4 separate regions of the Mus musculus genome follow, and regions 2, 3 and 4 are each linked to region 1. The links are chromatin contacts, called in public Hi-C and Micro-C maps. All regions are on one chromosome and are shown on one strand. The core of a region is the stretch at or near the end of the contact, and the rest is flanking DNA. Distances in the headings are between cores, read along the strand shown. Region 1 has its middle 56 kb from the start of Gm30974. Region 2 has its middle 45 kb from the start of Gm17644. Region 3 has its middle 95 kb from the start of Gm17644. Region 4 has its middle 20 kb from the start of Mir6341.

The links. A called contact is a pair of places that touch in the nucleus more often than the background predicts.
Region 2: a contact with region 1 is called in a Micro-C map of muscle stem cells, with 3 times the contacts expected there. The contact joins two enhancer-like sites. A contact is called at or near these places in 3 of 484 Hi-C or Micro-C datasets (cortical neurons and muscle stem cells).
Region 3: a Hi-C map of muscle stem cells shows a contact between it and region 1, with 2.5 times the contacts expected there. The contact joins two enhancer-like sites.
Region 4: a Hi-C map of muscle stem cells shows a contact between it and region 1, with 2.3 times the contacts expected there. The contact joins two enhancer-like sites. A contact is called at or near these places in 4 of 484 Hi-C or Micro-C datasets (cortical neurons, granulosa cells and muscle stem cells).

Annotation. Positions count from the first base shown.
Region 1 is chr1:12,113,991-12,120,943 of GRCm38.p6, reverse strand. It overlaps the pseudogene Gm7560. Among named protein-coding and RNA genes, the nearest start is that of Gm30974, 56 kb to the right of the region's middle. Within about 2 kb of position 3,448, at least 6 of the 459 cell types and tissues checked have an H3K27ac peak or open chromatin away from gene starts, as enhancers often do. A contact at or near this core is called in muscle stem cells, where this site is marked.
Region 2 is chr1:12,619,379-12,626,331 of GRCm38.p6, reverse strand. No RefSeq gene overlaps it. Among named protein-coding and RNA genes, the nearest start is that of Gm17644, 45 kb to the left of the region's middle. Within about 2 kb of position 2,896, at least 26 of the 459 cell types and tissues checked have an H3K27ac peak or open chromatin away from gene starts, as enhancers often do. A contact at or near this core is called in muscle stem cells, where this site is marked.
Region 3 is chr1:12,569,007-12,575,959 of GRCm38.p6, reverse strand. No RefSeq gene overlaps it. Among named protein-coding and RNA genes, the nearest start is that of Gm17644, 95 kb to the left of the region's middle. Within about 2 kb of position 3,784, at least 23 of the 459 cell types and tissues checked have an H3K27ac peak or open chromatin away from gene starts, as enhancers often do. A contact at or near this core is called in muscle stem cells, where this site is marked.
Region 4 is chr1:12,402,905-12,409,857 of GRCm38.p6, reverse strand. No RefSeq gene overlaps it. Among named protein-coding and RNA genes, the nearest start is that of Mir6341, 20 kb to the left of the region's middle. Within about 2 kb of position 3,752, at least 15 of the 459 cell types and tissues checked have an H3K27ac peak or open chromatin away from gene starts, as enhancers often do. A contact at or near this core is called in muscle stem cells, where this site is marked.

The sequences.
Region 1 (6,953 bases), core at 2,199-4,698:
AAAAAAAAAGAAAAAGAAAAAGAAAAGAAAAAAAAGAGAAGAGAAGAGAAGAGAAGAGAAGAAAAGAAAAGAAAAGAAAAGAAAAGAAAAGAAAAGAAAAGAAAAGAAAAGAAAAGAAAAGAAAAGAAAAGAAAAAGAGGCAGATGAATGCATGACAGGACTGGGTTGACAACCGGCTTTGATTTCCAAACTCTCAATACAACCACTTTTTTTGGGGGGTGGGGGTTCGAGACAGGGTTTCTCTGTATAGCCCTGGCTGTCCTGGAACTCACTCTGTAGACCAGGCTGCCCTCAAACTGAGAAATCCACCTGCCTCTTCCTCCCAAGTGCTGGGATTAAAGGTGTGTGCATTGTTGTTAGACTCTCTTGTATGTAAGTCACACCCCATGCAAGAGTTTTCCTTGGGGATCACAGAGCAGAAGGTATTCTGGGAAAAACTAGAATTTGTTTCCAGAGTCTCCTTTCTATTAATCACCCTACTATGCTATGTAAAATAAAACTTAGAATTTACAAGGACAGAAAAAGGCAAAATTTAGTCTTAGTTAAATTAATGATCTGAACTCCAAAAGTTTGGTCTGATGACTGCTATTGCCTCACAGTGTGATTTTTGTTCTCTAGTCCATAATAGAGTTGTTGAGTTGAAATGAACTATCCTAACTTTCCTAGCTCATCATTAATCATGCAGCCAACACTCCAAGTGTTAATTATTATAGTTCTTCTGTAAAGTCCATAAATGCTCACTACCAATCAATTCAAACATAAAGCATTTCTCTATGGTGCAAATATCCAAAATACTTTCAATGAGGTTTTTTTTGAAATTCTTACTATGTTATTACTACCTGCTGTCACTTGACAGTGCAACAGAACAGCAGAAGTTATTTTTCCACTCCAGCTGTAGCTATTATCTATTAACCATCCTGTCCTCATCATTCCCTCCTACTCACAATCTCTAACCATTGATATTTATTATATTTTCAATTTCTATTAGGACGATTTCACTTAAATTTTTCATAGTACTTACCTTCACTTAATATTTTACATATGTGCGCACTATTAACTTGTTTCTATTTTACGTATACAATATTTTTCTTATTAATTTTTTTCATTCTTTAACAGATGTATACTCTAAGAGCAAGGATTTTTTTTGGGGGGGGGGAGGAAAGGGTTTATTCATCTTACATTTCCACATTGTTGTTCATCACTGAAGGAAGTCAGGACTGGAACTCACACAGGGCAGGAAGCAGGAGCTGATGCAGAGGCCATGGAGAGATGTTCTTTACTGGCTTGCCTCCCCTGGCTTGCTCAGCCTGCTCTCTTATAGAACCCAAGACTACCAGCCCAGAGATGGTCCCACCCACAATGGGTCCTCCACCCTTGATCACTAGTTGGGAAAATGCCTTACAGCTGGATCTCATGGAGGCATTTTCTCAACTGAAGCTCCTTTCTCTGTGATAACTCCAGCCTGTGTCAAGTTGACACAAAACCAGCCAGTACAATTGACCCCTTGTCAACTTGACACACAAACACATCACTAGTAAGCCTCAACCCTTAGTTACTTATTCAGCCCCAAGATCTAAATAACTTTCAAAGTCCTACAGTCTTTACATATTCTTAAAATTTCAATCTCCTTAAAATATTCAATCTCTTTTAAAATTCAAAGTCTCTTAACTGTGGGCTCCACTAAAATACTTTCTTCCTTCAAGAGGGAAAAATATCAGGGCACAGTCACAATCAAAAGCAAAAATTAAACTCCAACTGTCCAATGTCTGGGATCCAACTCATGATCTTTTGGGCTCCTCCAAGGGCTTGGGTCACTTCTCCAGTCCTGTGCTTTGTAGCACACAGCTGAGCAAGGATTTTTATGTTGCTTGTTTAGCCAGTGCAAACCAAGTTAGACAGTGGTAAATATTTGAAGTAATTGCAGTGTAGAACTTTCCTCTGTCCTTGATATGACCATTGTCATCTGGAGCATAGTTGTTGTGGGGACTGTTATGAAAAGAAACTCAACACATGATACAACAGCTAGCCAGACCTATGGTATTAGAGCTGCATACATCCCTTCTTAGGGGAAAAAAGAGAGGAACAAAATCTCGAGAAGTCTGTCCCTGAAAACTGCTGCTCCTTCTTGCCTGGCTACATAATCATGGGAATGCTAAAGTATTTGAGGAGAAAATATTGATTGGGAGTGTGACATTTGGTATTGTAGCGACCTCCTAGAGGAGTCCACGTTCATCTCGGTAATGTGCTCCTTCACTGGCCAAGTTTCTGGGTATGCTAGTTATTTTTGCCTTATTGTATATGTTGGAAACAAATCACTGTATGTGCCTCAATCTCAATGAGAGGGAAATTGACTTCAATTTTTTTCAAAGTAAGAGTTTCAAATAATTTCCATATTATATAAAGAGCTGTATTCAGATACAACCAAACTTTTATTTCAGAACATATTTTTAAATATACTTACTTTATTTTATGTGTGTTGGTGCTAGGCTGCATGTGAACCTAAGCATCACATGCGGGCAGTGCCTAAAGTGCCCAGAAGAGATGATTAGATCTCCTGTACCTGGCATTTCAGACAGTTGTGAGCCTCCATGTGAGTGATGGAAATCAATCCTAGGTCCAGTGCAAACCAAGCCAGACTGTGGTAAATATTTGAAGTAATTGCAGTGTAGAACTTTCCTCTGTCCTTGATATGACCATTGTCATCTGGAGCAGCCAGAACTCTGAACCACTTACTGAGCCCTCTCTTTAGCCCTCCTATAATGCAATTTTAATCTCACATAGAAAACATTTTGTTACAGCAGAATATAAAAATGTATAGCGATGCCTGTCACCATACACACAAAGCTGGTAGACCATCTTCGTATGTATGCAGCAATGACATAACATCAATAACTTTTGCAAAGACTTTTCTTTTATGGTTCATTACAAACAAGAGTAGGGGGGTGTAAACATTTCTAGCAAGCACCAAAGAACTAAATAATGAACAAGGGAATATTTTATACAATAGCCAGAGGCAGTGTTGGCCAATTTATTAAGTAAAATTTAATTTGATAATCTTGTCTTGAATGTTGGCAAAAAATGCCTGTAAAAGGAACAGAAGCAATGGGGACCATCGTAAGATTACTTGGAGGTTTCATTTTTCCATTGCTTGTTTCGCTTTAAAGTAAGAAAAAAATCATAGTGACTCAAAAGATTATACGTTATTCCAGGCTAGCAATTCTCCCCCTACTCTGTGAAAGACTGTACATTGTTCAATAAATTAAAAACTCTAAAGTGTCTACTAATTAGTTGCTTTATAAATATGAAGCACAAAAATTGATTTGCCAGTTTTCTCTTTTAAGTAAAGTGACTCATTGTTTTGATGTCTACCATATGACACATTGTTTCTTAGCTGCTCTGAGTGGCCTTTAAGAGACCTCTGCTTTTAAAAATCTTGTTTCATTTATAAAAAAAATAAGCAAAACTTGTTAGAATTTAGGGCGTGATGCCCACACGGCCATGACTACTGGGCTATGTCTCATTATTGAATGTCATACTTGAATCACTCTGGAGCTAATTTTGCTGAGAGATCCTGGGGCCTAAAGTGATAATTAACCTACCCATGGCCAGATGATGAGCACAGTTAGAATTGAAGTACAGACTTTCTGACTCATTTTCGCTGATTATATTTCTTACATGTCTTTGTTTAGATTGAGCCTCACTTACATGACCAATAAAGAATCTAAAAAATGCAGGGCTTCTTTGTGAATGAGTTTCCTCATGGGGTTCTGCCAATCTTCTTGTGGGTCTGTGGAATTCCAAAAAAAACCATGGGACAGCTGCATTATCCTCTTTCGTATTACATAGGAGAGACCCCCTAATAATGCTAAGCTGTGATATTTAGTTCATCAGTAATAACAGTTTGGATTTAGGGAACAGTTGCATTGATTAACCAATATAATTTCCAGAAGACACAGGAAAGCATAATTACCAAGCTCTGGTCTTCCAAACATCTCTGTGCAGGTTGGACTGCCCATGTAGACACAAATCCCTTCCTTACTCTGAGAGAAGAGTGGATCAGGAAGGGAGAAGAAAGGAAGAAGGGGTTGGAGGCGTGGGGTGCTGACACATGTTCTGGGGTGTAAGTTTTAATATTCAACATATTTTGAGTCCTATTGACACCTTCAGCTCTAATGACAGAGAAAGCTATTACAATGGGAATTTAAAGAAAATAGTATCAAATAGCTAAATTAAAGAAACGAAGGATTTGGATAGTTGTGTTAACTGGGCAAGTATCTTTGTCTTTCTGTTCTTCCTTTTTAATAGTGAAATAGTAGTAGAGATTCCATGTAAAAATCTTAGCGTTTGTGTTAATGCACCACAAATGCTAAAGTGTTACTATTATTTTATACCTATATCTGAGATTGGAGTTAAATGGATCTATACTAACTATTTCTATTATTTAACTGTCAACTGTTTCAGATTGTAAAATAGTTTGGCTTGGTTTAGTATTACTAAAAACTTTTGACATATTCTCTGGAGTCTCATGACTTTAGGATATAAATAAGGTCTACATAGTGACAGTTTACTCTTATAGCATCAACCTCAGAAGACAAGATACTAGCTACAACAAAGCTTGACTTATAAAAAACTACTATTGCAGAAGAAGTGGTAGAGTTTGCCTTGGATCAAGATGTGGGCAATGTGATCACTAATATCCAGTGGTTAGGTGGAGTTGGTAGCAAAGGATGTAGAGGTGAGGAGAAGGGCTAGATGCTTAATAGAAGTACTTTAATGTTTCTAGTTTCCTGATGAAGAAGGAAGCAAGATAAACTTTACCTAGAGAGAGTGTTAGAAAGCAAAAGACACGTAAACCCTTGTGTTTCTTGTCTACTGCTTAACAGTTTTAGTGTTTTGTCCTTTTCTGAACTGGCTTACTTTTTGATACACCTTTATATCCCTTTTTAAACGTATTTGATGATATGAGGATCCCATTTCTGCTTAGAGTTTGTGAGTTCTCAGAGAACAGAGTTCTTAGCAGATTGCTTGTGATGCCCTTGGCCATATGGTGTGAGCAATGAAGGTTGATGCATCAAAGATTCAGGTTTTTAAAAACTGAAATGTACAAATAAGATGATCAAAAAAGACAAAAAAATACTTGCTTTTAATAATTTGTGAAGACTCAGATGTCTTGTCATGGGCAAATAGAGTGGAGTAGTGTACTAGAGTTTGGGGAAAGTAAATAAGAGCAAGATGGGAAGAGAGTGCAGAAGCAGCAGAAACACATGGTGGAGGCTGCTCCTGGTAACCTTGGTTACAGCAATCACTAAATATTTTTATCTAACTGCAGGAGTGTGAAAGGTTCATTTACATAAAACATACTCATGCTTGATGCAAGGGAAGACCTTCTCATGATTTGATCACAATAAATTCTACTCTGTATGCATATCCATTAGCATATTGTACTCTGGAAGATACAAAATTTTCAACAAAATACATCTATCTCCAGGAACTCTTATTTTTAAGGTGAAAAATGTTCCTCAAGTTCTTGAAGAGCCCCTGTATATTATAGACACTTCCAAAAGGTTCTGTGATCTTGCAGTTATAAAAGTATGAATTCTAGAAAGTAAAGTATGAGATGTATTAGTAATGGGTGCTGAGCCAACCAACCATGTCAGTGGTTAAATGGTGTAAGTATCTCCATTACAGTTCAAAGAGAATGACAGGTCCTTGGACTGGAGCCACACAAATTCCAAACAGTAAGCAGCACATTTCACACTGAACTTCAAACACAATTTAACAATAAAGATTTGAAAGGTGTTGCCTGTCATGTTCTTCCAAGTTATTAACCACATTAAATTATGTAGATATTTCAAAAGGGTAAGAAAATATAAGTAATTATTCCTCAAATATATTAAATACTATATATTTATGGCTAAAAAGTGTTATACTAAAATATTTACAAATAAAATGATAGATGGTTATGTATAGTAAAAATATGAGGTGTTAACTTCAAAAGTATATATAATTATCGTTCTGGTTTATTTTAGAGTATAGGTTTAACCACAAGCTATGCAAATTAAGGTATTATATTCAGTGTTTATGTAATTGCAGAGTATTTCCTCTAAAATTATTGTGAAAATAGCTATAATTAAATAAATGCTCTCTTTAATTACTGTAAAGTCCCATAATCTTTTTATGCAGTATAAAGAGAGTTGTTGTTGCATCCTCATGAGAGCTAGGCACTCATGACAGTGACACCCCCACCATGGGCTATTAAATTATATGACCATACATTGATCCACAAATCTCCAATAAATAGTGACGCTGACAATGCGTGAGCCCACTGTTCTAAAGACCAGAATTGTCTCCTGCATTCCATTTTGACTCTTGACGTGACACTGTTTCAGATATTTCCAAACATGAAAAGAATTCTGAGTTATTTTTATAATCAAATGATCTATCTTCCATTTGCTCAAACATTCCCAATAACGTTGAAGAAGCAACTACATCTGGATTCATTTTCACACTACTTCATGTAAATATTTTCAAAAGGAAAGCAGTGAATAAAATAATGAATCAACTTAAAGCCCAGCCTTATTACAAACAGCTGGCTTGCAAACATGTGCCTGAAGAGAAGGATCATCTATGTGCAGTTTGTCCCATTTACTTTCATTTTCTTTTAGATGCATTCTTTTTCCCTTCTGGAAAAGAATGCTAGATGATGATGAAGAAGAAGAAGAAGAAGAAGAAGAAGAAGAAGAAGAAGAAGAAGAAGAAGAAGAAGAAGAAGAAGAAGAAGAAGAAGAAAAGAAGATTAAATTCAGAACAAATGAACTTCACTCATTTTTGCTAGTATTTTATACTGAACCATCATACTTGGATACATTCAAGATCAATTATCTTTAAGTTTCCAACATTTGTAATATACCCACCCAGTATGCTGCTGGGGTCTGTCTGTCATGGCTGTTTTC
Region 2 (6,953 bases), core at 1,647-4,146, 510 kb before region 1:
TTCAGGTGACAGCATATTCTGGTGAGGATGTGGAGGAAGAGGAACACTCCTCCATTCCTGGTGGTATTGAAAGCTGGTATAGCCAGTCTGGCAGTTCCTCAGAAAACTGGACATAGTACTACCAGAAGATCCAGCAATACCTCTCCAGAACATATACCCAGAAAATGTTCTAACTTGTAATAAGGACACATGCTCCACTATGTTCATAGCAGCCTAATTTATAATAGCCAGAAGCTAGAAAGAACACAGATGTCCCTTAACAGAGGAATGGATACAGAAAATGTGGTACATTTACACAATGGAGTACTACTCAGCTATTTAAAACAATGAATTTATGAAATTCTTAGGCAGATGGATGGATCTGGAGGATATCATCCTGAGTTAGGTAATCCAGTCGCAAAAGAGCACACATGATATGTACTCAGTGATAAGTGGATATTAGCCCAGAAACTTAGAATACCCAAGATACAATTTGCAAAACACATGAAACTCAAGAAGAAGGAAGATCAAATTGTGGATACTTTGTTCTTTTTTAGAATGGGGACACTTTTGCATATGCCAGGAAGATTTTGCTGACAGGACCCTGATATAACTATCTCTTCTGAGGCTATGCCAGTGCCTGGCAAATACATAAGTGGAGGCTCACAGTCATCTATTGGATGGAACAGGGCCCTCAATGAAGGAGCTAGAGAAAGTACCCAAGGAGCTAAAGGGGTCTGCAACCCTAGAGGTGGAACAACAATATGAACTAACCAGTACCCCCAGAGCTGTGTCTCTAGTTGCATATGTAGCAGAGGATGGCCTAGTCAGCCATCAATGGGAGAAGAGGCCCTTGGTCTAGCAAACTTTACATGCCCCAGTACAGGGGAATGCCAGGGCCAGGAAGCAGGAGTGGGTGGGTTAGGGAGCAGGGCAGGGAGAGGGTATTGGAGACTTTTCGAGAGGAAACTAGGAAAGGGGATAGCATTAGAAATGTAAATGAAGAAAATATCTAATACAAAAAACAAAACAAAACAAAAACGTATTGAGTTATGAGATACTTTAGCAAAATGGCCCTTTCCAAAATAGGCATGCTGATTTATACTTTAGCCCAAAAGGGAATACTATAACACTTTATTCCCCAACATTATAAATATAATTGTAAGATATCTAGAATAAATTCAGTAAGAGGATAATGAGATTTAAAATTTCAGAACTAAAACATGCCCCCTCCCTCCAAAAAAAAAAATCACGGATATGTCCCATTCTCAAAAAACATAGAGTTCCCTTAAAGAGCTGCGTAAATGTTTAATTTAGCTAGAAGAATGATAGGTTAAAAATTAAGAATTTAAGGATAAGGGACTGGAGAGATGTTTCAGAGAGATAAGCTCTTGTGGAAGTTTGAAGACATGATTTGAATGCCCACAACCTGTGTCAAAGTGGGCATAGTGGTGCCCTCTGAAAACTTTGTGATCCCATGGTGAGAGGGAACACAGACGCTAGAGAATCCTGTGTGCTCTCCTGGTATATTCATTGATAAAACAGAAAAGATCCTGTCTGAAACAAAGAACAAGGTAAGGACTGATGTCTCATGGATGTCCTCTGATGGACATGTGTATGCTGACCTCACACAGATACAAACTAAAAGAATTAGGAAGTTGTGGTATGTAACTGAGACTAATTACATCTTCAAGTGATGCCATGATTACGTAGGATGCACAGTGCCCTCCTTGACTTTTTCTTGCTAGATGGGAAAATTATAAGAGAAGAATTGAAAAGTATGTTAAGTCTTTGGACATTTTCTTGGTTAACCATTGATATAGGTAATGCTGCCCCACAGTGCACAGCACAGGGTGCTATTTGAAAGCAAGCTGAGCAATCTCAGCAAATCATGAGGAACAAGCCAATAAGCTGCACTCCCCTGTAGCCTATGTGCCAGCTCCTGCCTCCACATTTCTGCCTTGAGTTCCTGCCCTGACTTCTCTCAGTGATAATAGAAGTATAAGCCACATAAACTCCCCCCCCCCTTTTTTTTGCCTTTTTTTTTCTGAAATAGAGTTTCAATATCTTGTTCTGGCTGTCCTAGAACTCACTAAATAGACTAGGCTGGCCTTGAACTCACAGAGATACACCTGTCTCTGCCTCCCACATGCTGGGATTAAAGCTGTGTGCCACTGCACATGATGCTTGGCTGTGGTCTTTATTACAGCAATAGGAAATTGTTGTGTGACAAAACTTTTTCTGGGAGGTGAAACCATATGTCTACTTAGTTCAGATAGGAAACCCATAACAGACCAAAGTATAGATATTGTAAGAGATGGGTATGGCTCAGGATCTCAGACTAAGTTCTCAGCACAAATCGTATTTGACCCAGAGGAACAGAGGGCAGGGAATAAGAGACCAAGACAGGAGATAGAGACTGAGGAAGAAGGGGAAGGAAACAAGGGAGATGGGGCAGGGGCATTTGTCCCAGAGTGTGGGACTGCCTCTGGATAGAAAGGAGACACACAGGAAAATGGTGGTTCATAAAGGTGAAGGGGGAAACCCTGTGTAAGGATGAGTTGTTTAATTTTAATTGGGCATGTTAATTAGGTGAGATAAAGGGTGCTTTTTATTGCTTGACTTCAGTACTTTGATAGCTGGGCCTTGGTAGTCAGCCTCAGAAGGAGGAAATGGCCAAATCATGGAATAGACCTTGGTGGCCACCTTTATGAATGCAGCCTAATGGTTTTTAGCAAGTCAGAGGAAATGGGGGAGAAGAACAAGGCCTGCCAGAGCCATGTTTGCCATGTCTGGACTAGCTAGAGTCTTTCAGACACCAGTAAAGTCCAACTTGGTTAGTCAGTGAGTTTCGTTGTGGTTACTTACAAGAATTGAGGAGTTTCTTACAGTAGCAGATATGACTCAGAGACAGCCGCATCACTTAAACCCACCCTAGCGCTGGTGACTTCTCACAGCAGCTGGAAACCTGGAGCATGTTGCACATCCTGAAGGCGGCTCATCTGGTTGGAAAGCATCCTTTTCAAGTGACTCAGTGGCTCTAAAACCACTTCCAGGCAGTTTGGCTGGTTTCTGCTTTTTCCAGACAGCTGGTCTGGTCTCAAGAGTGTTCTTTGAAGCTTATCTGCTCTGAGAAGGACTCTTAGCTTTTATTGCTTGCTCTGGCAGGGCCTAGTGAATCTGGTCTGCTTCAGGGACATCCTGAAGCTATTTTGAGTAGTTTATCTTCTTTCTGTTTAAAGAGTTTCCCTCCAGGGTGAACTATTTCAATCTCTGAGGAAACTGTTCCACAATATAAGAGAAGCGGGACAAACGGAGCTATACATGTGTGGTGGAATGAAGAAAAATCTGGACAGGAGTTTCAAGAGGTGTAAGTTGAATTTTCATTCAAAAAAATCCACTTTATAGCCTGCCCTGCTGCAAGGCCTTAAAGCAAGAATGGTCAAGAAAAGATGAGCACTTTCAGCAAAGCCACCTTAGCCTTTAACATCCTTCCTGGTGGAGCCCCCTCCCGCCCCCCCCCCCCCTTCCGGCACCAAGACCAAAACCGAAGCTGGTTCCAAGTTGCAGATGAAGCCATTAAGGTGAACACCACACATCTTGTAAGAAGAGCATGGGTATGTTGAAGGGGCACAGCATGAGCTTTCAGGAGCATGCACTGACCCAAGCTGGCCCAAGTCGAGCATCAAATGAGTCAGCTAGTTAAAGGGGATCTGTCTATCAATACTGATATAGCAATAACAAAAGCTAAGGGGAAAGGGAAGGATACAAAGTGCTTCAGGAAAAATCCCAGCTAATTAAATGTGGACCAGAATGGGAAAATTGCTGTTTACAGGCACAAGTATATCGTTTGGTTCAAACAATGATAAGCAGTTGAGCTTAAAAGCACGCATTAATTACAAAGAAGTGAGTAGGCCTTTAAATGGGAGAGCTGACAGAAGCTACATTCACCAAGGCATCAGATACATCACCGTAGTGGCTTGGAATAGATCCTCTTGAAAGCAGTATCACACAGGAGCACCAAGACAGTACGGCTTTCACTGCTCAACCTGTATTTCACCCCAAGGAAGAGATCAGACAACTGTAGGACACCCTCTGAGACAAGCGGTCCAGACCCTTGACACTGCCGAGGCCAAGACAGGAACAACAAGTTGAAAGAATCTACCTTGAGTCTTCACACAGACAGGACAAAATACTTAAAGGGCCATGATTTCAGCAATTCTTTCTGAAATCTCTGTCAACATTCTCTCGGCACTCAGTGCTCAGAATGTGCTATAGTGCTTACAATTTCTGGGTTGGTATGAAGGTTAGATAGAGTTTTATTGTCAGAGTCTTTACAGCTTTTCATTAGGTCAAGACATCTGTCAATATAAATTGTTGGGCAGGGGAAAATAAATAGAAATATTTTGGGTAGAAACAGGCAATGTACAGCTGATGGTTTAAACCAATTTAAAAGCCTGAATTTTGAGCAGGTACTTTCTGCACTTAAATTAATGTTTCAATCTAACACCAGACTGCCATTAGGTGTATCATTAAAGCTGTGACTTCTGAGTTTGTACTGCCAGGAGGGGACATGCTTGGGAATGGGTTTAATCTCCTCTTATGTGCCTGGCAGCTCTGGGAAAACAGAAAATACAGCTGACTGTCGAGTTCTTGGTCATTATTGTAAGATGCAGAATTTTGAAGGTAGGGGTAAAAGGAACTAGAATACTGGAAAATTCTGGAATTTGTCCATAACCTTTCCTTTCACTAATATGTAGATGAAAATGCACACCATTGTAGAGAATTCAGTTTCTGTTTTGATCAGTTTTCAGATTTTAAAACATACATTTAGGAATTGGCCCCAAACATTACTGAGTATGCATAGTGAGTGACAAGCCATTATGAAGTGTTTGCACCAGGAAGGAGCCTTTACCAAAGGCTAAAATCTCAAGGTGGATGAAGAAATACCTTGTTTTGGGAGCAACAGGAGCCAGAGACCCGAATACTTAGTCTTTTATTGTCTTTCTAGTCTTTTCTTTTTTCCCTTTCTTCTCTTGTCCTCCCCTTCTCCTCCTCCCCCTCCTCCTTCTCTACTTCCTCCCCCCCCCCCGCCCCCCCCTTCACCTAGTTTTAGGCTCTGATGTTCCTCTATGGAGCAGGGAACAAGCTCACTAAAAACCGAGGTGTGCTGGAATGTATCACTGTGTGTATCTACTACTTGAGAAAGAGAAATCCTCAGTGTTCGAGTCATTTCAAAATGCCCAGTGGAAGTAATTTGATTAGCTGCTTTGGGGTCAGGTGTCTCCTTCTGGACCAATCAACTGTAAGTATTTAGTGGTCGGGCAGGCTTATGTCTACATTCCTCATGGTCCCTGAAGTTGGAGTTGCTCAACAGTTAGAGAGTAGGGTGCTGGTCTGGCAGTGCCGTAGGTGGGCGTCACGTCAGAGTTCCAGGTTTTACATTTACTGTAAGTTTAATCACAGAAAAGACAAAACAAGATCAAATCCTATAAGAATGTAAAAACCAAGTCTGTCATTGAATGTTTTGTGGAAAAACAAAAGTCTTGGGACTCTGAGGAGCTCCTTGCGTTTCCGGAGAAAAATGTAATAACAGAGACACTGAGACACTGAGTAGGGTAAAACCTGAACAAAATAATTTTTTTTAACAAGTGAGCTGAATCATAGTTTCTTCTTGGGTGGAGTGAGAAAATCTTATGGTTTAATATTGCTTGTGAGTTTGAGAATTTAGAGCGAAAATATGTGGTGACATCATTATGACTAAGAAACCTACAAGTCACACAGAGGAAGAGCTTTGGAGGGGTTACACAGAATTGCCAGCTAACACTGTCCCTTTAAAGGGCAGCAAACGCAAGTCCAGAGCCATAGTGTTTGTTTTTATACTGTACTGGACACCTGTAACGGAATATCTTTAACTCCCTTATGTCTGGTGTTTTGTCAAAAAGTTTGGGAATCCTTTCCAAATCCTAGACATTTTTAAGTAGTTCACTCATCCACAACACAAAAGGAAAAAATTATTTCCCTTCTAAATAAAGCTTTCTATAAACTGTTGAGCGCTCTCCAACTCTCTCCTCCTTTGGATGACAAGAAGCAGCAGGAATCATGTCTCACAATGTCATAAGACATATATTACTTTAAGGAACAGACTTGGGTGCTCTTCTAGTTACTGGGGTGTGACATTATGGGTAGCAAAAGGAGCCAAAATTGTTCAGTCTAAGTGGAGGATGTTAAGAATATGTTATGTGTGCTGAGCTATATATAGTTTTTCTAGTTATATAACCAAGTACCAGGAACATGGATGTTCTAGGGTGATGTTAAGATAGCTATTGGTGCTAGACGTTTTTGGTTTTTTTGTGAGGTGTTCTGTATGGTCTGGAGAATAATAATCATGCTTTTTAGTTGTGTATGAGTGACTTTATTAAGCATATAAAAGAGAAAAAGATCAAGCAGCAGATAGATAGATAGATAGATAGATAGATAGATAGATAAAAAGTAGTAGCAGGTAGGGAATAATACATCATCCAATCAGAAGTTGACAACACCCAGTAGAGACAACTGTAGTTGCTTGATTGATTAAGCACAGAAATGGGCTGGGAATGTCAGGATGGTTAGCTAGAGTTCCTGCTAGAGCTGTCTCTCTATAGACAGGCTTCCCACTTGCTGTTTCCACCACACAGGCTTTTAGTAACCTGTTGTGAGTAGCTTTTGCTATCCCGCCTAGGCTCAGGGAACAGGTTGTCCTGCCAACCTTCACCCAGCTTCTTTTGAATCCATGGATAAATGACACAGACACACAGTTGTTTAATTTCAAATTGCCTTTTGACACAATTGGTGAGCACTACCCATCTCCCACCTAGAAAACTGTGCCCTTATCTTATTACCTTATTCTTATCTTTGCACCTCTCCACCTGCCCTAAACTTTATGCATCTTGTCCCTGCTAAACACTCACAACTGCCTGACTGTAAGAGCAGCT
Region 3 (6,953 bases), core at 2,535-5,034, 450 kb before region 1:
ATGTAGAGAGAATATCTTAGGTATTGCATGGATGCATCCATCACCTGTCCATTAAAATGACTATGGCCTATTTTTACTGCTCTGAACAAATTATAAATTTGCCAATTGGGTAATTTTTAGTGAGACTGATCATGAGCTCAAATATTTTACTTGGGGTTTTTTGGCATTGTACAATATAAACTTGGTAATTATTTTAGAGTTTAACTTTTCTATGATAATGATATCCTCTAGAACATTATTTTTTTTGAATTGGAGGTTTATTTAATATCAGAAAAAACATAGTATAATGTAATCATGGTATCTAATAAATGACAAACACTTACAGTTTCCTCAAAGAGCAATGTAAAGATATTTGACAAACCCTACATTCTTTTATGATAAGAAGCATTAAGACAAAGTGTTCCCCTTTGAAAAGGGTATTGGAAAGTGCACTTCATACTTTTTTGTTTCCAGAAAGACAAATATAAATAGACAAAATCAATTCTTATACTTCTAATTGAAACTAGGGACATTAATCCAAACATAAAAACAACTAGAAAATTGAAATCCTTTTTATTTGTTTTGAGGTAGGGTCTCTCATTGTTCTGAAGCTCATCAAACTCATTAAGCTAGACAGTCAGGAGCTAGTTACCTCCCTGCTTCTGCCTCCCATGAAAGGAATGCAAAAGCACTTTGTAAACATCTGGATTTGGTGAATTAATTTAGATCCTCAGGAAAACGCCTCTAGAACATTATTAAGAAGTAGACATTCCATTGTCAACCTGTTGTGGTGTTGGACACCTTTAATCCATTCATGTGGGAGTCAGAGGTAGGTAGATCTCCGTGGGTTTGAGGCCAGCCTGGTCTACCTAGTGAGTGCTAGGTCAGTCAAGGCTACATAATTCAAGGCTACATAATGAGACTATGTCTCTAAACAACAACAACAACAACTTCACACTACTATTAGTCAAAATAGAGAATGTGGAAGAAAGGTGAAAGAATCATGCTTTAGCATCCCTTACTTGTGTGTTTGAACAAGTGGTATCATACTATGTTTAGCAGTGGCCCGACCAGCCTGTGGTCACCGTTCCTTCTGAAAGATCCTGTATATTGCTCCTTGGCTGTTAGCTGGTCACTGATGCTACTATGACTTCATTTGCTTGTGATTTATTTTAGGAGCAATTTAATCCCCTCTTCTCCCTCAAGGTGGAAGTTTGAAATCTAGTGACCCGTCCAGCAGGTCCAGTTATTTGAGGGTCTCGAGGGGACCTTCTCCTAAGAACCAAATGGGGTTCTTAGATGGATACCAAGTGTGAGAAACGACATGTAAACAGTCTGATTAGCATCAAGGTGTCACTGTATTAGCAAGGCTCAAGGCTTAAATGCACAAACAAAAGGTGAAGTACTTCTCAGCAGGAGAAATGGGGCAGTGGAAATACACAGCAAAGGAGGAAGCACTTCTCAGTAGGAGTGATGGGGATAGGAAAAAGAGGAAGTACTTCTCAGCAGGAGGGATGGGGCAGCAGAAATTTCTCTTTGGGCGACTACACAGGAAAGCAGGAACTTGGTGGTATTAGGGTGTGGTCAGGACATCCGGCACTGACTTAGGGCTGGAACAATCTGTGGTTGTTCTCAGAGCGGTATGTCGGTGACCTGCTTTTGACCCCCCCTTTTCTTCTTGGGGGGAGAGGCCCAATTCAGAAATCAGGACAATTGTGTTGTCTTAATAACTCCCAACAATCTAGGAGCTGTAAAGTGTATAGAAGTATATGTCATTTTCTTGTTGTAAGTTTGTGGTAGACTCCAGAATAATTCTAATTAATTACTAGAGAATGAGGGTCAAATTCAGGGCCTTTGCAAGGTACCTCACTTCTAAGATATCTTCCTAATCTCACACTGTACTTTAAAATGTGATTATAGAATATCTTATACCACTTTAATAGGTGATGAGCTTATTGGGATATGAATTTTATATTCTTCCCAAGAACTGGCCAGTGTCATCTATAGAACCTATGCTCCATAAATCCTGCTGAGCTGCTTAATCCCAAAGTTTGAAAAGATACTTATTTTAAGGTTACTAATTAATCAATCATTGCATGCAGGCCTGTTTTACATGGTGTGTGCATGTGTTTGTGCATATATGTGGAGGCCACGTAACAGCTTTGTGGAGTCAGTTCTCTCCTTCTACCTTTGTGGGTTCTGGGAATCAAACTCAGGTTGCCAGGCTTGTTCCATGTTCCAGTTTGTCTTTCTGTTGCTGTGATAAAACTCTGGGAAAAACCAACCTGGGGAGAGAAGGTTCTATGTCATGACACCCCACACTTTACAGGCTGTCAAGGAGGGAAACCAAAGCGGGAGCACCAGGCAAGAGTTGTAAACAGAAACCAAGAAGAAATACTGGTTTGCTTCCCCTGGCTTGCTCAGCTATCTTTCATAGACAAGCCAGGTGCCTTGCTACCCAGGCTTGCCACCACCCACAATGGTCCCACTCACCTACATCAATTAATAGTAATGTATAAAATGCTCTACAGACACGCCCATACACCAGTCAGATGGGGGGAAGTCCTCAATTTATGGTTCCCTTCCCCTGGCATGACTAGGTTTGTCATGTTGACAAAATGTAGTCAGTACAGGCACGAAGAGCCATTACTGGTCGCAGGATCTCAACTGTCCAAGTGTGGTATTTTAGTATCTATACCTACTCCAGTGATGTCAGTATGCGTTCGTGTGAAATACTAGCCACGGTGTCTTTAGCAACTCACTTTGGAATAATCCTTTTTTCCCTCTGTGTTCTTAGCTCTCAGTCTGCATCTTAGAAGGAATGAGTTTTTCTTGGTGGTTACTGAAGTTCCACAGCTCAAGTGATGTGTCCGGGGGGGGGGGGGGGGTTATGCTAGGCCAGGCCTAGAAATATTTCTAAAGAGAAAAGCTTGTTGCTAAGGTGGAAAACTGTGGTAAGCTTGAGAATTCACAGGGTGAGTGCCGTGAGAGGAATTCATGGAATGCTAGGCAGGTAATCCCGGGAAAGACACTGGAGGCTGTTCACCTTGTTCCACTCCTAGACATGGAGCTGAGGTCATCAGGAACTTTCCTTTGGTAAATTTGAGCCCGAGAACCCATCCTGTAGATTTGTATACAGTGAACATGATGGTCTAGAGAAAGCTTTCCTGGGACTGGTAATCCTGGTCTTAACTGAAGATTCTTGGTGGGAAGTATAAGGTTCTGTGAAACAAACAGGGAGCTGATTTATAAGAAAACAAACCAATTAGACTGACTTTCAAAAGTCTCAGGTAACAGAACTTAATTTCTACTTCAAGGTTTCCTGGTCTACCTGACCTTGGAACCTCCTTCAACAGGTAGAAGCTTGGGTGACATGGTCCTGCAGGTGAGAAATGTCCTTGCTGTCAAACTGACAACCTGGATTGGATCCTGGACCTTCTGAAAATTGTCCTCTGAGCTGATACCAACAGCCCCCTATACACAAACAAATAAAAAAAATTTAAAAAGGGACAGAGTCAGGGGTACTTTATTAATTGCTGGATGCTTTAATACTGCCAGGCTGTGTGCGCAGCTCATAAAACTTACAATTTTAACATTACATAATCAGATCAAGTGGTGCCAGTCTCCAAGAAATTAAAAAGAAGAGGATTAGATCTAGCTTATTTTCAAAACAGTCTTAGTGAGCATCACAGACATGGATATTAATTTTTTTAAATGAAAAGTAGACTGTTTATTGCTCACAAAGGACTGCTTGTGCTGCCCAGATCTATGCTAATCTCCATTCCAAATTGCTTAGCAACTGTTACGTGGTTAGAAAGGTTCAAATTTCAGGAAAGAAAGAAAACTTTCTGAGCACAGCGCGGCAAGATTTGTTTTGGGGATATTAAGTCACTCAAAGGATGAAATAAAAAGTGATGAAACAACCCTCTACAGAGAGCTGATCTTTCCTTAAAGCGACATGGACTCTTGGCGATTTTGATCCTCATGACGAAGAGTGCACTCAGACCGTGTATACCCTGGAGGTTTCTCTCTTTTCTTTTGCTTGCTCACTGAATCCTATGAGTCTCTGCCATGGGGAGACAAAGGGAGCAGAGTTATGGAGCTAGGTTATGTGTCAATAAGGGTCATAATCTTGGAAAATTCAAATGTATATGCTTATAAGTAGGAGAATAATGATATTTTCATAGGATCAAAAATATTTTACACATTTGAAAACTTAACCATGTTTATCTGTCTACCTGCCTGCCTGCCTGTCTATATATCTGTCTAACTAGATTTACATATAAAAGCATCATATTCACTTTCTATGTAATAACTGTGTACAATTTATTTATTTGTTTTTCTTTTGCAGACAGGGTCTCATCTGTAATCCAGGCTGGATTGCTATTTGTCATGGATCTGAGACTGGCACTGAATTCATGGCAATTCTGCCTTAACACCTAGCTCCTATTTATTAATTTAAAAATTGTACAGAAATGAAAATATTATAATTTTACTGTAATGAAGTAAAACATCAGATATGCAATAATTAAAAAACCTAAATGCAGTGGAAAATTTCTAGGGAGAATAGCTTGCTAAATATTGAACTTAAAAAAAGCAAACCAGTAAACACATGACTTGTGAGTTAAAAATATCATAGAGGCTACAGAAATGGCTCAGGTAACAACAAGCTTTTTGCCCAAACATTAGATCTGAATTAAAGTACCAACACCTGTGTTAAAAGGCTGGCCATAGTGACACTTCCTATCAGGAGGAGGCAATGGGGAGATTCCTGGGGCCTAGAGGTTACTAATGTCATCAAATTTCCAAGCTTAGCTTCAGGGAGAGATTTTACCTTAAAAAGTAAGGTGGAGAGTGATTGACGAAGACATTTGAGGGGAAACTGAGATCTCCACACAGAAGTACAGATAGATACATACATACACAGTTGCATATAATCTCATGCTTATGCATGCACACATGTGCACACATACACTATATTATCTGTCGTATACGTGTATATATAACATATGTTACATTTTGTATATATGTATTATATGTGTTTATATGTTATATATATATGTTTGCATATATATATGTATAAGTGTATGTGTGCATATATGTATATATGTACATACATATATGTGCATATATGATGTGCATGTATATACATACATGTATATATGTATATGTGTATATATGATGTGTATGTATATACATATATGTATATATGTATATGTGTATATATGTGTGCATACATATATATGACATATATATTATTTATATAACAGTTCCTGTATATTATAGCATGCTCCAGGTAATAGTAAATACTATTTAGATAAAGTTCTTCTCATCTCATTTTATGAGCTAGAAAATGCTGGAGCAATTGCTCAGCAGTTCAGAGCATTGTTGATCTTTCAGGGGACTTAAGTTTGATTCCCAGCATCCATTGCGAGGCCCAGATGTATTTGTAACTTTCAGTTACAGGCAACTCAATGCCTTCTTCTGCCTTCTGCAGGCATTGTATGTACCTGGTGCATAGACATACATGAAGGCAAAGTACCCATACAAGTAAAATAATAAATAAGAAAAAAAACCACTTAGGAATATCACAGGAAATGAATATTGTGATGTAGATACATATATGTGTATTTTTCTTTGTGAGCATGCATGTGAGATATCTATATACCATAATGCATATAATCACAACAGGTTTGCTAGGAAAATGAAGATGCTTAACATTTAAAACTCCTATGTAATTCCATAAACACACAGTAAAACCACTAAACATTTGGTTATCTCAATAGATACAGAACATTCGTCTGATAAATGCTGCATTCTTTCACTATGAAAACCCTCAGAAACATGAGAAGAGCTCTGATTTTTCCTTTCTTTAAATTTCAGCTATTTCCCCATGTGTGTTTGTATATGTGTGTGTGTGTGAGTGTGTATGTGTATACAGATGCACAGTCCTGAGATAATTTGTAGAGTTTCATTCTTTTCTTTTACTTTGTGAGCGTTGGGGATTTAAATCAGGTCATCAGTTTTGGCAGCAAGCCCCATATCTGCTAAGCCTTCTCATAGCCCATCAGTGATTTTCTTTTACTTGATCAAAGTAATTGAGACAAACTCTATGGCAAGTCCTGCACAAGTGTGAAGAATTCCTTTTGACCCTAGGAATGGAATAGCAGTCATAACTATACTGGAGATAAAAGGTAGTTGTGGTAAGACCAGAGAAAAAGTCATCTGGATTTAAAAAAAAGAAACAACACTCAATATGTTATTAAAGTTACAAATTTGTAATAAAATCTAAAAACTCAAGAAAGTCTAAGAGAATTCAAGAGACTCATTAAGGCCAATTAGAGAATTTAATAGAGTCAAAATATTACTACACAAAAGTTTATTTTATTCACATGTTGTAACAAAAAAAGAAAGAAACTAATGTGAAAGGTTGTATCTTGTAGTAGTAACACATATTGTAATATATTTACCTGGGAATAAATATAATCAGAGATGTGGGGTGAAGGTTTCAGCCCCTGGAAAGAAGATGCTTAAATTGCACGGACATCCAATGTTTGGCTGCGATGTATGCAAAAACAGCAATATTCACAACAACCCACATTTTGTTGCTTTTTACTGTGATATCAAAGGTGGCTTCGTGGCCATGTGATCTGTAAACTCACACAGGGCTCACACCCACAAGGACCCAGTGCTTTCCTGCTCTGCTCTCACATTTCAAAGGCGTTAATAATCTTATTTTCAAACGCTGATTTGGTTTGAATGGATGAGGATGTGAGCAGTGGCAACATGTGTAGTGTAGGTACCCATCATTCCCTGCTGCACCATTGGCATAGTCCTTGTGATGTCCCATGAGCACTGCGAGGCATGGAGCTAGTGACACTCAGGGCGAGCAGGAGCTAAATGTGGTGTTGCACCTCTCAAGGCTGGAGCTGACAGCTCAGGGAAGCTACACATTCCACGTGGACCAGAACTTG
Region 4 (6,953 bases), core at 2,503-5,002, 290 kb before region 1:
ACAGCCAGGGCTATTTAGAGAAACCTTATGTTGAAATTAATTAATTAATTAACTATTAATTAAACTTGATCCTTTTCTATGTAGTGTGGTTACTTCTTCACTTACTACCTTTATCCACACACAGCGTCTCTGATTTCTGAAGTGGTCTTGGGCGTGGACATTTGGAAAACTATTGGGCAATGGCACTCCACTTAGTAGCAAATGTTAAGTTTCCATTGATCTCAAGTCTCTGAGTACTGACTGGAAAGGGAAATGTGGGAAAAAAAATCAGAACTGTGGTTCAATAGAGGAAGCAGGGAGAAAGTCCCTAGATGCCCATCTCTTCCTGCCCCGTTATTTGTAGTATGTCAAGTATTCAACAAGTTATTGTTCCAACGTATCAAATATCTAATGCTTTGGAAATATACAATGTATTACATTATAGCTGTAATATAGAAAGAAGTTTTCCACCCTCTTCCCAAATCTTGAGTCTCAGGTACAGGAATTACGTTGTAGATGTGTCAATTGGAACTAGGGAACACACAATTTCCTGTTCACTGCATTTAAGTGGTGCTTTTTCTGTAATGATTCTCATATGTGGCAAAAGAAGATTCACTGATGGAGGGTGAGAACTACGCCTACTGGTGGGCATAAGGACAAATATTTTGACTGCAGTTAGGGATTATGCTGGTTTAGTTAAGTGGCAGTTGTAGGTTCTCCTCCAGGATCCATGACTTCTCCAGCCCTAGGTTTCTAGTACCATGCTTGATTTCCTTCCTGTTGATGGGTGTCTTACGATCAATTTGAGAGCTGTTGGTTATAGGTGCCACTACTCATCATGCTATGCTGCTCATTGCTGTGCTTCATATGCGTCACAGAAGAAATTCTATATTGCATGTGTGTGTGCAGATGTAAACGTGTATAAGACAGAAGTTGAGGTTGAATGTTTTTCCTTAACACTCTTTTTATATCTTGTTTATAATCAGGACTTTTCAAGGTACTTGTAACTTGCTAATCCTGCTGGGCTGTCTGGTCAACAAGCTCCATGGATCATCCTATGATGTTCTGTGAATATAGGTTAGTACTTTTATACTCAGTTGTCTTCAAGCGTACTGGCAATCTGAGCTCAGGGTCAGGGTCTCATGGTTGAGCAAAAATCACTTTATCCACAGCACTATCTGTAATTATTGATTTCTGAAAGGATTTTCTTTCTGAACCTCAAAAAGTTTGGAATCCCTAATTTTATTTCCTCTCATAAATGATTGTGACTAAGATCAAGGAGTTAAGCAACACTGACTTAGATTTTCAGCTCTTTGAATTTCATGGTATGCTTGAGAAATGAGTTATTTTATGTGAGTACACTGTTGGCTGTCTTCAGACGTACCAGATCACACATATGATCTCATTACAGATGGCTGTGAGCCACCATGTGGTTGCTGGGAATTGAACTCAGGACCTCTGGAAGAGCAGTCAGTGCTCTTAATGGCCGAGCCATCTCTCCAGCCCAAGAAATAAGTTATATATGACAGAAATATATACAGATATGTGAACAATAATAAATTCAAATAATAATGTAGTGGAATGCATAGGTAGTAATGTCATAAGTGACAACACATGTAAGACTTTCTGGTACTTTGTTGTATTTATATTTTTCCTGTTAAAACAATCCCAGAGGCTGAATAATTTATATAATTTTTTTTTCCATTGTAGGGGCTTGGAAGCTTCAAACCAAAGATCTGAATCTGATGAGAGTCTTCCGGCTGTGATATAATATACTGGAGAGTTCCACACAGTGAGATTAACTAGCCTGCTCTAACAGCAATGGCATTGATTCCTTCATGGTGGTGGAGCTCCCATGGCAGAATTGTCCCAAAGTTTCCACCTTCATATCACCATTCATGGAGGATAAGCTTCACTGGGAGTATTTAGAGAATATTTAGAGAGTATTTAGTCAACCAGAATGGGCTACAATGAGCAGGTTTTTAAGGGGGCCTGGGTAGATTTCTGAGATTTAAAATGTAAATTTCTGGGTGGAAAGCTAAAACATAGAGGTGGTAATGACAGCATAGTAGCAGGAAAGCAAGGCATACAACACAAATTGAAAGCCTATTGCTAGGGGTGGCATGTGGGGTATTGGTAGACATGAATGCAAGGGGAATGTGTAGTCAGAATATTATCAGTCCTTAACTGGAAGTGCTTAAGAAAGTGGCTAAACAGCCAGGAGGAATGAGATGGCCTCTGTAATAAAGACTTTTCTGGAAATTGTTTGGCAACATCATAAAGAAGGGTACTCTCAAGGTCTCAGTTCACTATCACATCTATATCACAGTAAATAAACTACAATAATTACATCTTGGGGGATGAGGCATCTGTGGAATGAGACACAATACTAAGAAGTCTTTTAAATGATATTACATGTTTGTAGGAGTAATGTTAACAGGGCTGCTCATTAATTTTCTGTGAAGGTACTAAGTTCAACTTTGTAAGAAATGAATGGCTTTTATTAAGCTTTGGGAAGGAGCAGGCTTAAAGATTTCTGAAGAGATGACAATGTAGATCTCAGAAGTTCCTTGCAGATTTTGAAATGAAACTCGGGGAACACAACAGAATTAGAGAAGCTGAGGCTCCAAGTGGGAAGGAGGAGGTGAGGGAGAGGAGCCCAAGGGGCTGACTGAGCTCAGGGAACTATGTCTCTAACTTAAAAGTCAGTAGAGTCTGTGTCTGCTCTAATTAGCCCTGTAGATAAATTCCATGCTAAGGTTCCTGAAAAGATATATGATTTGGGACAGGTAACTTTCAATATGAAAGCATGAGTTTCAGATGTAATTTTAGCAGAGGAGAGCAGGGGTTAGGAAAAGACCAGGACAGGCCAAACCACTGAGTAATTGCCAAGGCCTGGAGGCCTGGAAAAGAGCAGTCCCAGGGTTCTGGTAGAAATAAAGGCAAATAAGAGGTAGATGGAAGGCACATTCAACAGAAGATCGGTGTGACTCACTAGCTATTTGAAGAACAAAGAAACAACTGAAGTTCCTGAAGGACAGTAAGAGATTAAATTCTGGGTTATAAAACAGAGGGAGCTGTATTCTAATGACTATTCTTATCACTTTGAAAGTACTTTTTCCCCCCAAATCAGAATTGATTAAAGGAAAAAATCCAGTAGAGGCTGAGAAAATGTAAGAGCTTCCATATATATATATATGATTCTTCTTTCATTTATTTGTTCGGCAGATAGCAGAGTTTAGTGACAGTCCTTTGAAGCTTATCTAGTCGAGCTGCAGCCAGGTCAGAGACTCCTTGAAGAATGACTGATGAGGGAGAAATCAAAGCTATCTCCAGAAAGAACAAAGATAGAGAAAAGACAACAGCCATGGGGAGAGAACAAGGAAAGACATGAGGGCATAAAAATTAAAGAAAAAAAAAAGGCACAGGAAATGTAAGACTTCAGTTTCCTTAATGGCACTAGTGAAGAGAGGGAGACGGCTGTCCTTCGCTTATTTTAAATCCACAGAACATTTTCCCAACAATGCCAATATGACTTATAGACAAATTTTATGCAACTTGTAATTTCCTATATACCACCAAGACAAACCAGTTTAGCAGAGCCGCACATGTAATTATAAAATGCTTGTAAGCACTCCTGGTAGAGTGGTTTAATGAAATAACCAGTCATTTCATTACAGCACGGAACAACTGAAAGCTTTTGTAGTGACTTGTTGCACCAGACCAAGTAAGTAGACTTTTCCTCAAGAGAACTGAAAAGCAATGGAATCTTATCTTGACGTCAACACTGTCTTTGCCAGGATGTTGAAACAGCTTTTCCTGTCACTAAAAGGACACACTATAATCCATCTGCTATGTATAATTTGACAGTCTGCATTGCTTAAACAGTAGGAGGGAAAGAAAGATCTACCTTGCAAACTTTCCCCTGCAGGAGGAGGCTTTCAGGAGTTACCAATTACTAGCCAGGCTAAATATCTCAGCAGACACATCTGCTCAGGGGTTATCCACAAAAACCTGGCATACAGAAGGTTGAGGTGTGTGTTGGCCTGAACATACCAACTGTTACAGGATCCAATCACTTAGTGTCAGTGTGCGTTTTTTGGCAGCCTCTGGTGGCATTGCTTAAATGTGCCCAAGACCTGACTCTGCACACATGACTCCTGAGATGATAATCTCCTCAAAGTTTAAGGTGGAAAAATCCTGTGTGCAGGGGGTCTATGCCCAGCAATAAGCCAAAGTCCTTAGCTCACTTTTCCTGACAGTACACGAATGAGCAATCATAGGGCTGGGTAGATCTGTGTTTCCTCCTGATAAGAACTACTTTCCCAGGACCCACATCAGTTCAGTACACACCCACCAAACATCCTAAAACTCTTTCCTGGCACAGGTTCAGAATATAAAAATCTGTTCTTTCCAGAAACTTCCTTTGCTTATCATGAGTTGAGGTTCTCAGGTAATGGCAATTTTTAAGAGGTCAAAAGGAAAATAAGAGATTTCAATTAGTACAATCAAGTTACCTTCCAAAATCTCAAGAATGTTAGATGAGATTAAAAATGGACAGCAAACTGAACGTAGAAATAACAGCTTTCTTCATGGGAAAAGAACAAGCCTAGATTTTCCATGGCATCAGTGAAATCAATTCGGAACCAGAACTGCCCGTAAGACGCCTTTCCCGCCATCCAAAGAACTAGGTTTGGGACTAAGGGAAAGTGACCCAAATGTCAAGTAAGATCTTAGATCTGATCTTGGGAAAGGAAAAGAACATAAGTGGGAAAAATTGATGAAATATGAATAAGTTCTCTAGTTCATTTACTAGGAATGCATCCACATCCATTTCTTGCTTTGGGAATTCTTTGATTAAACAGAGTGATAATGTTAGGGATGATGGCTGAAGGGCAGCTGAGATATTTCTGGACCATCCTTGCTATTCTCTTGCAGATTTAAGATTATTTCAACGTGAAAAAAAACTTCTTTTTTTAAAAGGCCAAATCAATGCAGTGTGTGTTAACTACTTGTTTTCACTAGTGTGGTGATAGCTCTTGTTTTGAGTGGTAGAATTGCAGGACTTTGGTGGAGACACAGATTCCCATACAGAACTACTTTGAGAGAGATTATCACAGTTGATTTAGCTCATAAGAGCACCAATACAAGACCTGTGATGGGACTCTGCTCCACAATACTTAGACAAATGGCTGCAAAAGATCTAGACTATTTGTCATTTTGATCAGTACGGGGCACCACCAGTGTATGTTGCTATTAAAATTGGCAGCCAGCCTTTAACTAACCTACAACTTAAGCAAAAGATACAGTCTGGAAAGATGGAAAAGATGCACAGTCTACAAAAACAGAAAAACGAGAATTTCATGAGTTTTACATCTTTTTAATTGTAGAAAATGATGAGAAAGAAAGACTTGAAGCTGCCTCATCAGTGGTTTTGATTTTAAGCAAAACATAAAATTTTTTTTGTGTTTCCAAACATGAGGCTTCCTGTAGGAATAGGTCCTGAGAGGAGAATCGCACAGCTCAGGCTGCCAAATGCAGAAACAAGTTATTTCCAACTTTTGTCGTCAGTGAATACTCCTGATCTACCCCTCCCCTTCATCAAATTAAACATTTTGCCAAGCCCTAGCAGACAAACTCAGCTCACCATTGAGTGTTCAGTTGATCTCAGCTCATCTTACATCTATCCCGGGGCAGTAATTTAATATCTATTATGAGTTTCATAGCAATCCTAGAGTTTTCATTTGGACAAAGCATTTCCTTGAGAATTCTAGAATGATACCCAGCCTCATAAGAGATTCTGTAGAGATATATTGCTTCTCCCCTAAAAGCAAATATCAATCTTGTATGGACTGTGATCATGTGTTTTTTTGAGGGCAGTGACTAGTTCACCAATACTGCTGTATCCACACAGCTCTTAATGATGTGTTTTCTCAACAGTAGGTAGTTAACAAATGCTGCCTGGCTCACCTACATGACAATATGAAAAGTGCATGAGTGATTTGTGGAAAGAGTTAAATGAATTACCCATGTACATCATTATCAGCAATGCTTGGATTCCACCCCTGCCCCCAAGAGACAAGTGTGAGGACTTTTCTTTCCTTTTTCTTTTTCTTTCTTCTTCTTCTTTTTTTTTTTTTGTCCTTTCATTAAAGAAATGGCTCACACTGTTTCAAAGTAGAGGGAGAAATCAAAATTTTGGCCAGCTGAAACCCCATGATAGCCTCAGCAAAATATAGTTTTAACATAAGCCAAGGAAATCCTTCAACAATACAGAAACGTAGTCTGTAGAAATAAACTCTCTCGAGTAAGCACCTGGTTTGAGGTCTCTTCCTAGCATTCTTGTTTGACTTCCCTTTTTCCAGCTTCTCCTTCCTATTTGTTTAGAGTACCACTGCTTTCCAAACTGACCTTTGTCACGGTACTGTGCCATGGACTCTAGCCATGTGCCTGGTCCAATATCTGTAGCTGAGATGTTCTGCTGTTGTTCAATTTTGCTGAAGAGGGGTAATGGTTCAGTGGTTAATTGCATTTAATAAATTAATATCCATTTTGATACATCAGTGTCTCTTCTGCTTTCCATTCTGGAAACATGTCCCCTGTGTTCTTGTATGCTTATAGTTCTTTCCTCTTTCCAGGAAGCTCTTCCTGCAGAAAGCACAACAGCTCTGCCCTTGTTTTAGCCTCTTTTCTGAGTTTGTATTGGTGAAGGTTTGCCTCATTTCTCTACATATGAAGGACAACTTTGCTTTGTTTACTACCTTAGACCCATTGTCTTCACAAACAGGAAACTCAATCAGCAGTTTTAAAAAATAAACTGACTCATACAACATTAGATTTTCTCATTTTGTAAGGCATACCACTTTAGTAAGTAATCAAAATCAATGAAGTCAGCTTTTTTGATCATGTTAGAACATAAATGGAGACATACAGCTATAACACTCAGGAAGTGTTCTCTCTTCTGGACTATTGCA